Regions from separate parts of the Mus musculus genome. Here all the other regions are linked to region 1. The links are chromatin contacts, called in public Hi-C maps. All regions are on one chromosome and are shown on one strand. The core of a region is the stretch at or near the end of the contact, and the rest is flanking DNA. Distances in the headings are between cores, read along the strand shown.

Region 1 (4,032 bases), core at 988-3,487:
GAAGGAGGCTTCTGGCTAGGGCAGCCAGAACTGCGGATCTGCAGGGTGACTGTGGAGACAGGAGGTGGAACCTGTCTTAGCCACAAGCCCAGAACAGGATCTGCCTTGGCCTGTGCAGCCCTGGCCTGGACAGCTGCCTGTGTGGCAGGGACAGGGTGGTGGTGGAATTGCACAGAGCGGCTTCTGCTGTTAGCCGCTTCTACTGACCACCCATACACCTGAGTGCCTTTGCCTGGCAATGGATCAGCAAGTGTGGAACTAGCTTTTCCCATAAACTCCAAATCAGTATGGCTCAGAGGGGACTTAAACACAAATATTTGCTATTCTGTCTCTGGAAAAAAGTCTTTCCAACCACATCTGGCTTCCTTTGCTTATCTGTATCTTATGACTATTTTTATTATAGTTAGTATATCCCATGTTAAATATTCTATATTGAACCTACTTTATGATTTATGTAGTTCTAAACTGGTCCAGGCAGTTTCAGGGAGATTGTTACATCGGTCATAAAAAGCAAAAAGGAATGAACCCTGACCTTTTCTGTCTTTGAATACCAGGATACACCATCCCCTAGAACTACAGCAGTCATTTTTGGCCAGTGGGAAGAGAGAGATATGGAAAGACATTAGGGTTCTCTCTCTCTCTTCCTCTTTCTCTTCTCTTCTCTTCTCTTCTCTTCTCTTCTCTTCTCTTCTCTTCTCTTCTCTTCTCTTCTCTTCTCTTCTCTTCTCTTCTCTTCTCTTCTCCTCTCCTCTCCTCTCCTCTCCTCTCCTCTCCTCTCCTCTCCTCTCCTCTCCTCTCCTCTCCTCTCCTCTCCTCTCCTCTCCTCTCCTCTCCTCTCCTCTCCTCTCTTCTCTTCTCTTCTCCTCTCTTCTCTTCTCTCTCTGTCTCTCTCTGTCTCTCTCTGTCTCTCTCTCGTGTGTGATGTGTAAATAGAAGATCAGAGGACAACTCTTGGTGATGCTCTTCAAGAGTCATCCACATTTCTTTGGAGTCAGAGTCTCTTGCTGTTCTGGGGTTAACGCCCGATCCCCAGTGTAGGGGAATTTGAGGGAGGGAAGGTGGGAGTGGTTGGGTGGGGGAACACCCTCATAGAAGCAGGGGGAGGGAGGGATAGGATAGGGGATTTCTGGGGATGGGGACTAGGAAAGGGGATACCATTTGAAATGTAAATAAAGAAAATATACAATAAAAAAGTTATATTTTCGTTGAAAAAAAAAAAAGAAGAAGGTTAGGCAGTCTGGTCACTCAGCCTGTGGACCTGTTTGACTCCATCACATTAGCACTAGAATCACAAGCTTGACAACTGGCTTTTTACATAGATGCTGGGGCTTAAACTCAGGTCCTCATGCTTGGAGGGCAAGCAGTTCATCAACTGCACCAAGTCCTCAGCTCAGCATGGTGTTTTGCTATTGCCTTGAGACTACCTACCCTACCTGCAGACTTCTCTGAGGCAGGTTGAACTGCTATTTGCTTTTATAGAGAACAATAATAAGTGACATTAAAGACCTTTGTGTTAGTCCTTAGAATGCATCCCAACCGTGCCCCAGAAAATCTAGAACAGCCTCTTTTCTGTAAGGCATTCCTACAAGCCAATTCCCAGCTTCTTTACTTTCAGTGCAGGTCTGTATTTAGAGTTACTACACAGATATAAAAGAAGCATAGATTTGAAGTCTATGGCAGTGTACAGCCTGCATCCTATAAGGAGGACCTGCAGTTTTCATCCCCAATTAATGAGAAAACTTTCTATAGTGGATTAGGCTATAGGACAGGAATCGACTATATGGCCTTTGTAGGTGTATCGGTGAGTCCCAGATTTTGCTTCTGTTTTGGGATGTGTTGGTCACTGCAGTTTCCTTTTCTCACTGTGACTTCCCCAAGGCTCCCAACCCTCTCAGGATCACCAGCCCCTCCCTTCTGGATCTGGTGATTTCTGTGTGAGAGAAGCAAAGTTCTTAAAATAATCCATCCCATTCTATCACAGCTAGTCAACCTCCTCAACCCCTCCCTGCCATGGATAGCACACACAGGTATTGCTCTCACATCTCTCTCATTGTCAGAGCTGGCTTTCTCCATCTCTGTTCTTTTTTATCTTTTTCACAGAGTGACTTGCTCCTATAAAATGCTGCTTCTATTCTGGGCTTTCAGGGAAAAAGGCATCCTTTTGAATCTTTTCCCAGACAGATCTGGTGGCCTGCGTGAATATACTTCCAAATTACATACGTCCTCCTGTGAATAGTGACGGGCATGTTTTCCTGCTGCTGCCTGGGCAATCTAGCGACGGCAAAGTTAACATGACTCTACTCACAGGACAAGAGTTTACCACTCAAGGCTCAGATGTTTTAATAAGGAATATTGGTTGCTTGGTGTTTGCCTCAAAAGAAATAGGGTCTAGGGCTTAGGTAATCTTTGAAGGGCAGAAAGAGAGCGAGAGAGAGAGAGAGAGAGAGAGAGAGAGAGAGAGAGAGAGAGAGGAATGGGGATTTCTCTTGTTTCCTACCTTCAATGCCCTGATCAGGGATGCTTAAGAGCACATGCGAGTGTCAAAAAATGAAGGAGTGATCCTTTCTGCCTAGCAGGATGAGAGACCTGCTAAGACCTCACCTAGAGGGAGCAGGCTCTGTATGTTTAAATCCCCTGCTTGCCGTGCTATCATTACTTACTTAATCTTAGGGCTGGAAAGAAGAAGACCTGCAGATCTCTGGGCTGGAGGCCAAACTGGTTCTACATAGTAAGTGAAGGTGAGCCAGGACTACACAGAGAGATAACCTTCCTAAAAAATAAAAGTTTTAAAAATTTGTATAGACTTCATATTCTACTTTTTATTTTTGATAAGTTTACTTAATTATAGATATATAAAATATAGCTCTGGGGGTCGTCGAGACAGCTTAATGAGAAAAAGCATGCTCTGTGTGAACTTTATGACCTGAGTTCAATCTCCAGGACCCATATAAAAATGCTGAGGTTGTGGTATACATCTACAATCCTAGCACTTCTGTGGTGACATGAGAGAATTGCTCAGAAATGTATAGAGCATCTATCCTGAGCATGCAGCCCAGTGGCAGAAGCAAGAGAGACATTGCATCTAAAAGATGGAAGGAGAGACCTGATAGTTCAAAGTTGTCCTCTGACCTCCAAAATGATGCCCCACCTCAACTCATCCCCCCCCCATGCATACAATAGTAACTTTAAAGAAGTAGCCATCAGATTTTATGACATTTAGAAAAATCAATATATATTCATACGCATAGGTGGGGTATGTCGAAATAATTGTGATGCTTTTAAAATATCTAAATAATCTAAAATATTGTTTAAAAATGATATGTCAACTGTGCATCTCCTTGCATCACTTTGCCTGCAGGTACCATATCTCCGTCCACATCTGTGCCAGTTTTACCATCCTTACCATCTGTATTTCCCCATTACTCTTCTACTTCTTTGTCTTCATTTCTGCCAATTAACATCTTAAGGATGAGACTATCTGGGTGTCAAGATTATAAGTGGTTTATGTTTTTGCCTTGCCTGTATTTTGTCTTTTTTCCCCTATACCAATTGTGCACCATTTGGCTTGCTTAATGATTCCTACTTGACTTCCTGTAATGACTCATGGTTTGAACTTCAGAAGACTCAGAAATCTTTTTAGCTATCTGGGTTATAATAAAAGGCCACTCTGTTTGAATTATTAGTGGTTTCATGCAGTTTGACTGGTGCTCAGTTTACACAGGCTCAGAGATATGGAAAAACCATAAGGTTATCCAAGCTAGTCCCTCATCTTAAGGGGAGTAAACCGAAACTCAGAGAGGCTGATATTTAATCACAGCAGAGTAAGATGTCACACAGTGGAACATCAATAGGAGAGTCTTTATACAATGATTCTTTCATGAGTAAAACATGAAGATTTTTGAAATTGTATCGTTTTTTTTTCAGAGGCTATTATAAAAGACCATATTTAACACGTGTGCTTAATAATGACAACAAGGTTGACATCCAAATATCAGAATCAGGTGGAAGAAAGAAGGGTAATTTCCATAGAAT
Region 2 (4,556 bases), core at 1,063-3,562, 550 kb after region 1:
AGTGTCTGTGATAAGGTATGGGAGTTTTGCTTGTCTATGGACCTATCCACTTCTCTGAAAATACAATGATTACATTTTTTGTTTATGCATGAACAGAACTGGATAATAATATTTCTAATCTCCCTGTATCCCCACGAACGTTTGCTGTCAGTTGTTTGGTAAGATGAAAGCCTAGAACAGTTTTAACTTGCCCTTCCTGCATTGCTAATGCTTTTCTATTTAGCTTAGTTTGTTTCTTACCACTGAACCTACTACTGTTTGTGGAACGAACCCCTAGCCTAGACTGTTAAGATGATCCTCTGACAACATTGCAAAACACAATCAAATAGCAAGTTGATGATTGATCATAGTCTAAGAAGATGTCTAAAATAAAGATAAATTGAGAAGCAGAATATTTTTCAGGTAGGTTGAGGATGAGTTATAAAGATTTAAGCAAAGGAGATGAAGAGTACAAAGACAAGACATCAATGGTACAGTAATAGAGAAGAGAAAGTGGGGCCCAGTGTTTGAAATCTTGCAACTGAACTGTAACACAATGATCTGCACAGTATTTGCCAATCTACACAACTGACTTTCTGTGTCCACAGTGTAGTTGCATCCAGTTTGCTTATTTGCACTGTATGAAACCTTTTAGGTTTTGGTTCTTTGGCTCCGAAACTCAAGCTTTTCACATTGTCCATGATATGGATTATGTAGGAAAGAAGGCAATTATTGCATGACTAATGGTAAAGGATACACACCTCTAATTCCAAAGTCTGAAACCTGAATCTTCTGGACACACTGATATGACATTACTGTAAAAATTCTGTACCAGACTTCATATGAATGTTTGCGATTAAAATGCTTGTGAGCAGAGCTATTGCACAGCATTACCTTAAGGTTAGAGGTTCAAGGTACAGATGGATTTCATGTTTGAACTTAGATCCAAACCATCATCATCAAGATATCTTTTTAGCTAGATTCACATATTCTAATAAAATAAATCTGTATTGTAGACCACTCTGGTACCAAGTATTTCAGAAAAGGAATATTTTTAACTTTTGCCTAATATTCAAACAATTAATAAAAATTAAAAATTTTTAAATATGCAAATTCTAGATGGATTTGTTTGCCCCAATTGCCCTGGCATAGAAGATAAGAATAGTTAATGTAAGAAGAATACATATAGAAAAAGGATGTTAATTTGAGAAGTGGGGTGGGAACAAGAACAAGAAATTGTAAGTGGAAGGGTTGGATATAATGAATAGGAATTGTACTTATGTACAATATTTTCAAAAATAATAAAAAGAGATTTTTCCGGTGGTTTCTTTTTCTGGCTCTTGTTCTTCTGTTTGTTTCTTTTGTTTTATTCTTACTTGCTATGTTTTGTTTTATTTTATTCTTTATGTGCTTGTTTGTTTTCTAATGAGAGAAGGAAAGAGTGTCATTTTGGATGTAAGGAGAAATAGGGAGAATCATAGAGGAACTGAGGAAGGGGAAACTATAATCAGAATATACTGTGTGAAAAACAAGCTATTTCAATAAAAGGAAAACAATAAAGAAATATTTTAAAGCAAATGAAGAAAAGTATCAGTGCATGTAAAATTATATTTGATGCACTCTCTGCCAGAAAACAAAAAGTGAATTTAATAAGCACAATTGTTACAGTATTTTATACTTAAAATGAAATGTTCATCTTTTGGAAATATATTTTATATAATGAAAAGGTATGATAGAATGCACTTTCTACCCTTTAAACAAACTTAATTTTTCACAATTTACAAATTTTCAATTGTGACTTTCGTGATGAATAAATTTTAATAATACAAAACAATGGTTTCATTTTTCCTTCTTTTTTTCTTTTGAATCTTCTTTCTTTATATTTCTTTTTCTTGTGAAAGTGTAAAATGTAAGTTGAATGTCCCAATTACCATGTGAAAGACGTGAAAACCATATGACTACAAATGTCTCATCCCTTAGCAGTTTCTTTCTTAGCAGAGAATTTTGCATATGGCCTCAGAGGGGGGAAAATTTAGGGTACTCTTCTATCTCTTTATGTGAAAGAGAGGAAAAGAACAAGAACAGCTTGGGAACTTTTGCATATTATGTTCATCGTAATATGAGGAGCCCTAATTCCTAATATGAAGTCACTTACTGATTAGCAGTGTGAGTTTGAATACAATTTCCTTACTTTCTGGAGGTGGTTAATTCCTTGAACTGTCAAATGAACAGCTAAGAACACATGCTTCCTCCATTCTCTGAATAATGCATTCCCAAGACTGAAATGAAAGATCCCAGCTCCTAAAGCTCAAAGACTTTTTGCTTTAGAATTCCAGAGCTTTCAACTAGCAGGGTAGTGTTTTTATACTGCACAGATAGAGGAATGCAGCCTGGGAAAGGATCCATCTGTAAAGACTGTTTAAAGATATTAAGGCTGGGAACACATAATGAACCAAGCTTGTCCAGAAAAAAAAGAAAGAAAAAAGCAAGAAAAAAAGGAGCAATTTACACTATGTGGTGCAGAATTCTGGCAGAGTAATCAGCTTCTTTGTTTCTGGTATCTAATAAAGAAGAAGGGGCTGAGAATTTAAGTAAATAAAGCTGAAATTAAGTGAATGCCTGACCAGAGGCGGAGGGAGATTAACAGCCCCTTTCCATTGATATTTAATTTACTGAAATACTCTTTCCTTTAAGTAACTTTCTGATGCTGCTTGACAGCTTGGCTCAGTCTACAGTGAGCCGAAGCCGTTCTGAAAATAACCACATGTATGCCACAGCGTCTCATCAAGGTTTTGCCAACATGTTTTGAATGACGTGGGAAAAGATACGCCCCTACGCCCCCAGGCAAGTCGTGACCCTAAAGATAAGAACATCCTTGACTTCAAAGTTCAAGCTGTGAGTATGACTCAGACTGTTTCTGTCACTGTTTGCCAACAATTCAACTATTTTATCACATTTGCAGTTTGCTTCATGAAGATATAGAAATTGCAAAAAAGGAGCCTTTTCTAAGGTTAAAAATCTAACATTGAGACTAGCCTTCGATACAGGATATGATGATGTTGAAAGAAAACATTGGTTTCTGTCCGTCCTACACCTGTCTTAGGCTCAACGGCACCAAGGAAAATGGAAAGAACAAGGCACTGGGAGAGAATGAAGCAGAGTCAATGGCTTCTTTCATGTTTTCAGGAATATTTTATATCACTTATAGCATATATTTCTTCCTTGAAAGGTGCTGTTGGCCTACCTGAGTATCCTTTATAACTCATAATCTGATAGATCCACCCCACCCCCCAGTCAAGCCTGAGACTATTCTCTCCAGGAACAACTCATTCATTGTAGGGAAGGAAAGTTAAATTTAGCCAAAGGAACCTATCAAAGCTTACAGGGCTTGCTGCTCTGGGAGGCTGTCAAGGTGATTCCATGCCAACTTGGACCTGTCTTCACTGGAAGACTCCAATCTTTGCCAAACGTTATGCTTGTTTTGTGACAAAGCTGAAAGTCCCAGTTGGATTTAAAGGAGGATATCGATTTTATTTTATTCCTGTCTCAATCCAGTGAAATTCTGTATCTGTGACCAAAAGCATAAGTAAGCAGGTGTTCACTTGCCCCATTGTGACTTAAAATTTGATGGACCATAAAAGGGAGTTGATTGATTTGTTTTAAAAGAGAGATTATTGTAACACATAATGGTCTGTAGATACAGTCATTCTATGCTCATCTTCTATGCTTTTTCTCCTGCTCTTGCACTCATTCCATTTCTATGCAAGTCAGATCCTTTAGATATTTAGCATATTAAATACTAGAGTCTATAACTGTGATAGCAAACTAAATGTCCCTGCTACCAAGTCACCTTTACTATTAAATTTAGGTGTCAACAATGCTGTAGTAAAGGCAAGCGTCAGACCTTTGGTTGTGTATGCTTCATCTCTGTACAGTTTAGAAAATATCTTGAATAATCTTAGACATTATATATTTAGGAACAGATTCTTTATTAATGTGTTAATATATGGTATGCATAGATATTTTATGCAGATATTTAAATAAATAGTCTCTAGTAGTTAATTTTGTCATTATATCATATCCTCGGTAGACATTCATTCTTTCTGGTAGAAAATTTAGAATATTTTATGATATGATTAATTATTAATTTCAGTGTATATATCATTCAGTTGCAGATACAATTACAGTAGGTTGCACAAACACTTCATCCCAAAAAAGTAAAAACAGATTTTCTTTTCCTATCTTTTAAAATTGCTTCAGTGATTAGACTTATTTGTAATAATAATAGTTTTCATATTTTAATTATTTAAATGCATCAATATTTGAATCTAATGTCCTAGGATTGAGATTTCATCATAAAATTTCAGAGCATCTTTCTCATGTATCTGCTTGCTACTGGATGTTAAAAGGTGGCCTGCCCATAGGTGTAGTCCTCAGAACTTGTTGCATAAGACGACAGGACATGACTAGCAACCATAGCTAATCCCACAGAAGACTGTGGGTATTTTAGGTGTTGTTATGAAATTCCAGCAGCAACGAGAAATTAATTACTTTTCAAATCCATGCTATGTGTCATT
Region 3 (4,617 bases), core at 1,399-3,898, 760 kb after region 1:
CCCCCTCTTTGTGGTGGCAGTGGTTGTCTGGCTGTGTGGGTGTACATTTAAAACATGTCTTACAGATTTTTTAATAATGCATTCTTTGGGAAAAAGAGAAACCATTTTTCCTATGCTGTGAGCACTCCAAACACTTCTCTTATGATTTATCATCCCCCCCCCTTTAGTAATTCATGATTGATTAACTGGTGGTAAATAGAGATTTTTGAAGTAGAAGAAAAAAATACCTTAAGTATTTGGTAGGCAACAAACTATTTTGTATTCATTTACTGTGACTGCCATAAAATGTTTGATGGACAAACTAATATCTCAAGTGGAATTATTCAAGGCAGGTTAAAAGAATGCAATCTCATTTACTGTATAGGTGTTTCTTCTGGTTATATTAGGTACTTAATATTAACATGTTCATTCACTCTCATTCTCCATTTGATATACTCAGCAGTGGGGGGGCTCTGACTCTGAAAACATTACCAACCCCAGCACATACACAAACGGATTCTTCTAGGTCAGATATTACAGAGGGCAAGTATCCTGAGGATTGTTGTGACCTACTTATACTGCTGATATGATTAGATGATGAGTGAGAACATTTCCCTGGGGAGTCTGCTCTCATCTGTGTCTTTCATGGCAATCGGGTCTTCAGTAGAACAACAAGCCTCCTCTCTTCCCGTTCTTTTTGTTTGTTTCGAAAGGCAGTTTTGTATCCTTTTGTAAAATTCCTTCAAGGATAATATTGGCATATTAAGAGACATTTTCTATTGCTGCTTCACTGTATGTCTAAGAGGAGAGGTAGATTTAAATAAATATTGTTATTTTTGATTTTCATAAGTCTACCATGAATTATGTTATCTTGTAAGTATGATCTTTCTCTCTGTGTCTCCCCTCACACTCTTTGTGTGAGTGTGTATGTGTGTGGGTGTGTGTGTGTTTGTGCGTGCCCTGTATGTTGGTAGGTTGCTGAAGAGGTCCGAAGAACACATCAGATTTGTTGAGCTAGATTCATAGGCAGTTTTAAGCCACATGATTTGGGTGTCGAAACTCTGGGAGAACATGAAGTGCCATCAATTATGGAGTATTTCTCCAGTCCTGATTCTTTTTTATGTATTCATTCTTTTTAAGTTCTTAAAGAGAGATAAGGCAGCCTATCAGGTCAAAGTACTTTTTGTAAAAATTCAATTCTCACTACTCACATGAAAGAAGGAGAGAATCAAATCCTGCAAGTTTACTCCTACACACACACACACACACACACACACACACACACACACACACACACACTAAAAATACAATTTAAAAAAATCAAAGCCCTTAAGTGTGATACCTTTATCATTCTAATTGATGTATCTCAGTGAAAATCTCTACAGTTATGGGAGTTACTCCTCATTAATTTAAATTACTCAATCCCGTGTATGCCATTGTTTTGTCCCATTTTTACCAAATATGAAAAAATAGATGATCTTCGTAGGTTCACACATCAGAGGGAACACTGAGAGGAGCTACAGCCAGAAGTCCACTCAAGCAGGAGCAGGAGCTGGAACTCAAGCCCAGGCAGATTTGACTGACATGACAGTGTCTTCCCAATGTCCTCTGCCCTTGTCTTACACTGTTAGTGTGTCATGTCATGTTTGTCCCTCTCATAGTATATTACAGTCATCAGACCATGTGACAGTTCGAAAAACATGCAATTCAGTTTCTCTCTTTCGTTTTAACATAATAGAGCTTATTTAAAAATAAACTATAAAAATGCAATTAGAACAGTGTTTAAAGTAACTTCAGTGGTTTAAAATATGCAGGGATTAGCATCTGAAATAGAATTGTGCTGACATACATTTTACACACACACACAAACGTATATATTTGCTAAAACAAACGAGTGAGTGTCAATTAATTTTGAGGTACATTGCATTGCTACCTCTAGGTAGGTCTTTGTTACCTGGGAAGTGTAGGTTGGGCTTCAACACCATTAGTGAAACTAAACATTTTTTATTTATAGATACATGCTTTAAATCAGTGCTCTCACAGACAGAGCTATTAATATTTCAAAGATCGTGTCTTGATATTATAAACCAGACTCGGGGCTTCTGTATGTTGCAGAAAGTTACCCCCAAACTTCAACCTACCCAGCTTCATACACTGCTTCATACACTGTCATAGGATCTATCTTCCCTGTTCCCTGTTACTTATAATTATAAATCAAAGATTAAATCAATTATCTCCCCATAAAAGATACACTGAGCATTCCTCTAAAAAGCATCATTATTCATTTTCAAAAATTTATGGTTTTAAAAACCTTTTCAGTTTTCTCGATGATTTTCACCAATTGACCAGTCATCAAAACAGTAAAAATAGCTCAAGTAATGTTACAATGTTGCTCACTCAGTGAAATTACAAAATATTTCCCCTTGGATGCCAGCTCCTCTTTGTTTTAGGAGTGTGATCCAGCTCCCAGTTAAAGAATTCTGGCTTTTCTTTGAAAAGTACTTATTTGCCTCCTGACTACGATCATGTGCTTTCAATTTCGTTTGCGTTTCCCCACTTACTTTCTACAGCATTCTTTTATGGCTGAGCGACTGCCTGGCAAAGTAGGAACTGAACCACAGTATGTAATTAAGTTCTTTGCACAATGGAAGTTAGTCATCGGCAGGATTACACCACTGAGTTTGGATGCTGCCAGGGTGGGAGAGCAGGGAAAGAATAGCACAGAGAGCTCTCCTACAGCCCATGTCCTGAAGCATAACAATGAGTCCTCCGTTCTGTCCTGATGCCATGTCAGGAATTCTCCAATAAATTGTTCTGATTGAAAATGAATCCATGTGAATTAGCATCTTATTCCTTTTATATTTTTAGAGATGTTTTATCTGGTAAGAATTCTGAATAGCTGCTAAAAAAATATATCAGAAGAAGAGCTTAACAATTGAAGCTGTGTTATTGTTCATAGCTTAGAAAAATCATCATAAAAACATAAAAGTACTTTTAAAGACAATGAAACAAATGCATTTTTCCTTTAATGCAATGTAAACCTAACAGAAAATGTAACAAAATATAGTGTAGAGTAGTTTGATATCCTTGAATATAGTTCAGTTTTTTAAAAAATATGATATGTGTATTCTGTGGTGATTTTAAGACTGTCCTATAGAGGCTTGTGAGATGGATCAGCAGGTAAAGTCCAGTCTGAGAACCTAAGTACAGTCTCTAGTTTCTAAAAGGTTGAAGGAGAAATTTGAATGTTAAGTAGTTTTCTGCACTAGCACCGTGGCATGTGTGTGCCTCCTCTCATCCTCGCCCTCCCACAAACAAATGCACACAAAATACAAGAAAATGTAATAGACAAACAATAAAATAGGGCTGTTTTAACATATGATGAAAAATTCAATTTCAACTTCATGATCAGATATGTAGCTAGGATGAAAAAATAAAATGAAAACCCATTATGTTTCTGAAAAAGTAATAAAAGGATAGTCTGGGACAATAGCTCATTCAAATGATTGCTGTACAAGTAAGGGTACCTGCATTTTGTCATCAGTACCTACACACAAAGGACTATGCCGTAACCCCAATGCTGGAGAGGTAGAGATAGAAGGATCCCTGAAATTCCTTTATTGAGTAGTCCACGACCCCAGGTCCCACTGAGAGATCCCATCTCAAATTAAAACAAACAAACAAACAAAAAACAAAACAAAACAAAAACCCAATCAACCAGCCAACCAACCAGCCAACCAGCCAGCCAACCAACCAGCCAGCCAACCAACCAACCAACCAACCAGCCAACCAACCAACCAACCAACCAACCAACCAAAACCCCAAACCCAACCAAACATACAAACAAACAAACAATCAAGAAAAAAAATAGGTGGGTGAATCTTGAGCTTAATCTCTGATTTATACACATATGCACATACTCATGCACACATACACACAAACCCCACACATACAAAAACAATGAAATAAGAAAACATATTACGAATAACTTACTTAACATTTTTTTCTAGAAGAAATGGTGTTAATATTTTTGAAGGAAAAAGTAATGTTATCAAAATGCTACCAAGTGCTTCTGAGTATGATTAAAAGAATGTTAAGAGTTTCTAGATGAGGGACACGTGATGACAAATAATAACCCACAATGTAGGGTCTCACAAGTAAACAGAAATTTGAAAGTCGTAATGAAACTCAGTATGTTGGTGCCTGTGGTTGTTTGTGATATAGTGAGAAGAGGCTTATCTAAGGCAGTCAGCTCTGCCACTCCTATTCAGACTTAGACCTGAAAGCATCCCACCTGTGCTTCCCTCTACTGGGGTCAAAATTCTAGTTCTTAGATTGAGTATTACCATGCATTCTCACTTGAATTTTGTACAGTCACAGACAGGGTTTCTATACGAATGCCCTGTGTGTAGCTCCCAGCTTTCCAGACAGCATTTGTTGATACTGATTTTTTAGTATTGTGGCCTTTTGACCTCTTGGTTTAGAATCAAATGACTGTGGCTGTATGAGATTATTTCTGGATCTTTTATTCTATTTCACTGGTATATACATTTGTTTTGGTCCCAGCACCTTGTTGTTTTCATTACTACAGGTCTGAGATACAATTTATTGTCCTTTCTTCACAGCAAAAGAAATGAT

What was found. Hi-C and Micro-C count contacts between places; a contact is called where the count stands out from the background.
Region 2: a Hi-C map of cortical neurons shows a contact between it and region 1, with 2.1 times the contacts expected there. The contact joins two enhancer-like sites. A contact is called at or near these places in 7 of 484 Hi-C or Micro-C datasets (cerebellar granule neurons, cerebellum, cerebral cortex and 3 more).
Region 3: a Hi-C map of cortical neurons shows a contact between it and region 1, with 3 times the contacts expected there. The contact joins two enhancer-like sites. A contact is called at or near these places in 3 of 484 Hi-C or Micro-C datasets (cortical neurons, uterus and ventricular fibroblasts) and 1 of 115 datasets of contacts at active chromatin or transcription factors (embryonic fibroblasts).

Annotation. Positions count from the first base shown.
Region 1 is chr16:64,719,881-64,723,912 of GRCm38.p6, reverse strand. No RefSeq gene overlaps it. Among named protein-coding and RNA genes, the nearest start is that of 4930453N24Rik, 49 kb to the left of the region's middle. Within about 2 kb of position 2,237, at least 4 of the 459 cell types and tissues checked have an H3K27ac peak or open chromatin away from gene starts, as enhancers often do. A contact at or near this core is called in cortical neurons, where this site is marked.
Region 2 is chr16:64,165,072-64,169,627 of GRCm38.p6, reverse strand. No RefSeq gene overlaps it. Among named protein-coding and RNA genes, the nearest start is that of Epha3, 300 kb to the right of the region's middle. Within about 2 kb of position 2,312, at least 8 of the 459 cell types and tissues checked have an H3K27ac peak or open chromatin away from gene starts, as enhancers often do. A contact at or near this core is called in cortical neurons, where this site is marked.
Region 3 is chr16:63,956,347-63,960,963 of GRCm38.p6, reverse strand. No RefSeq gene overlaps it. Among named protein-coding and RNA genes, the nearest start is that of Epha3, 94 kb to the right of the region's middle. Within about 2 kb of position 2,648, at least 67 of the 459 cell types and tissues checked have an H3K27ac peak or open chromatin away from gene starts, as enhancers often do. A contact at or near this core is called in cortical neurons, where this site is marked.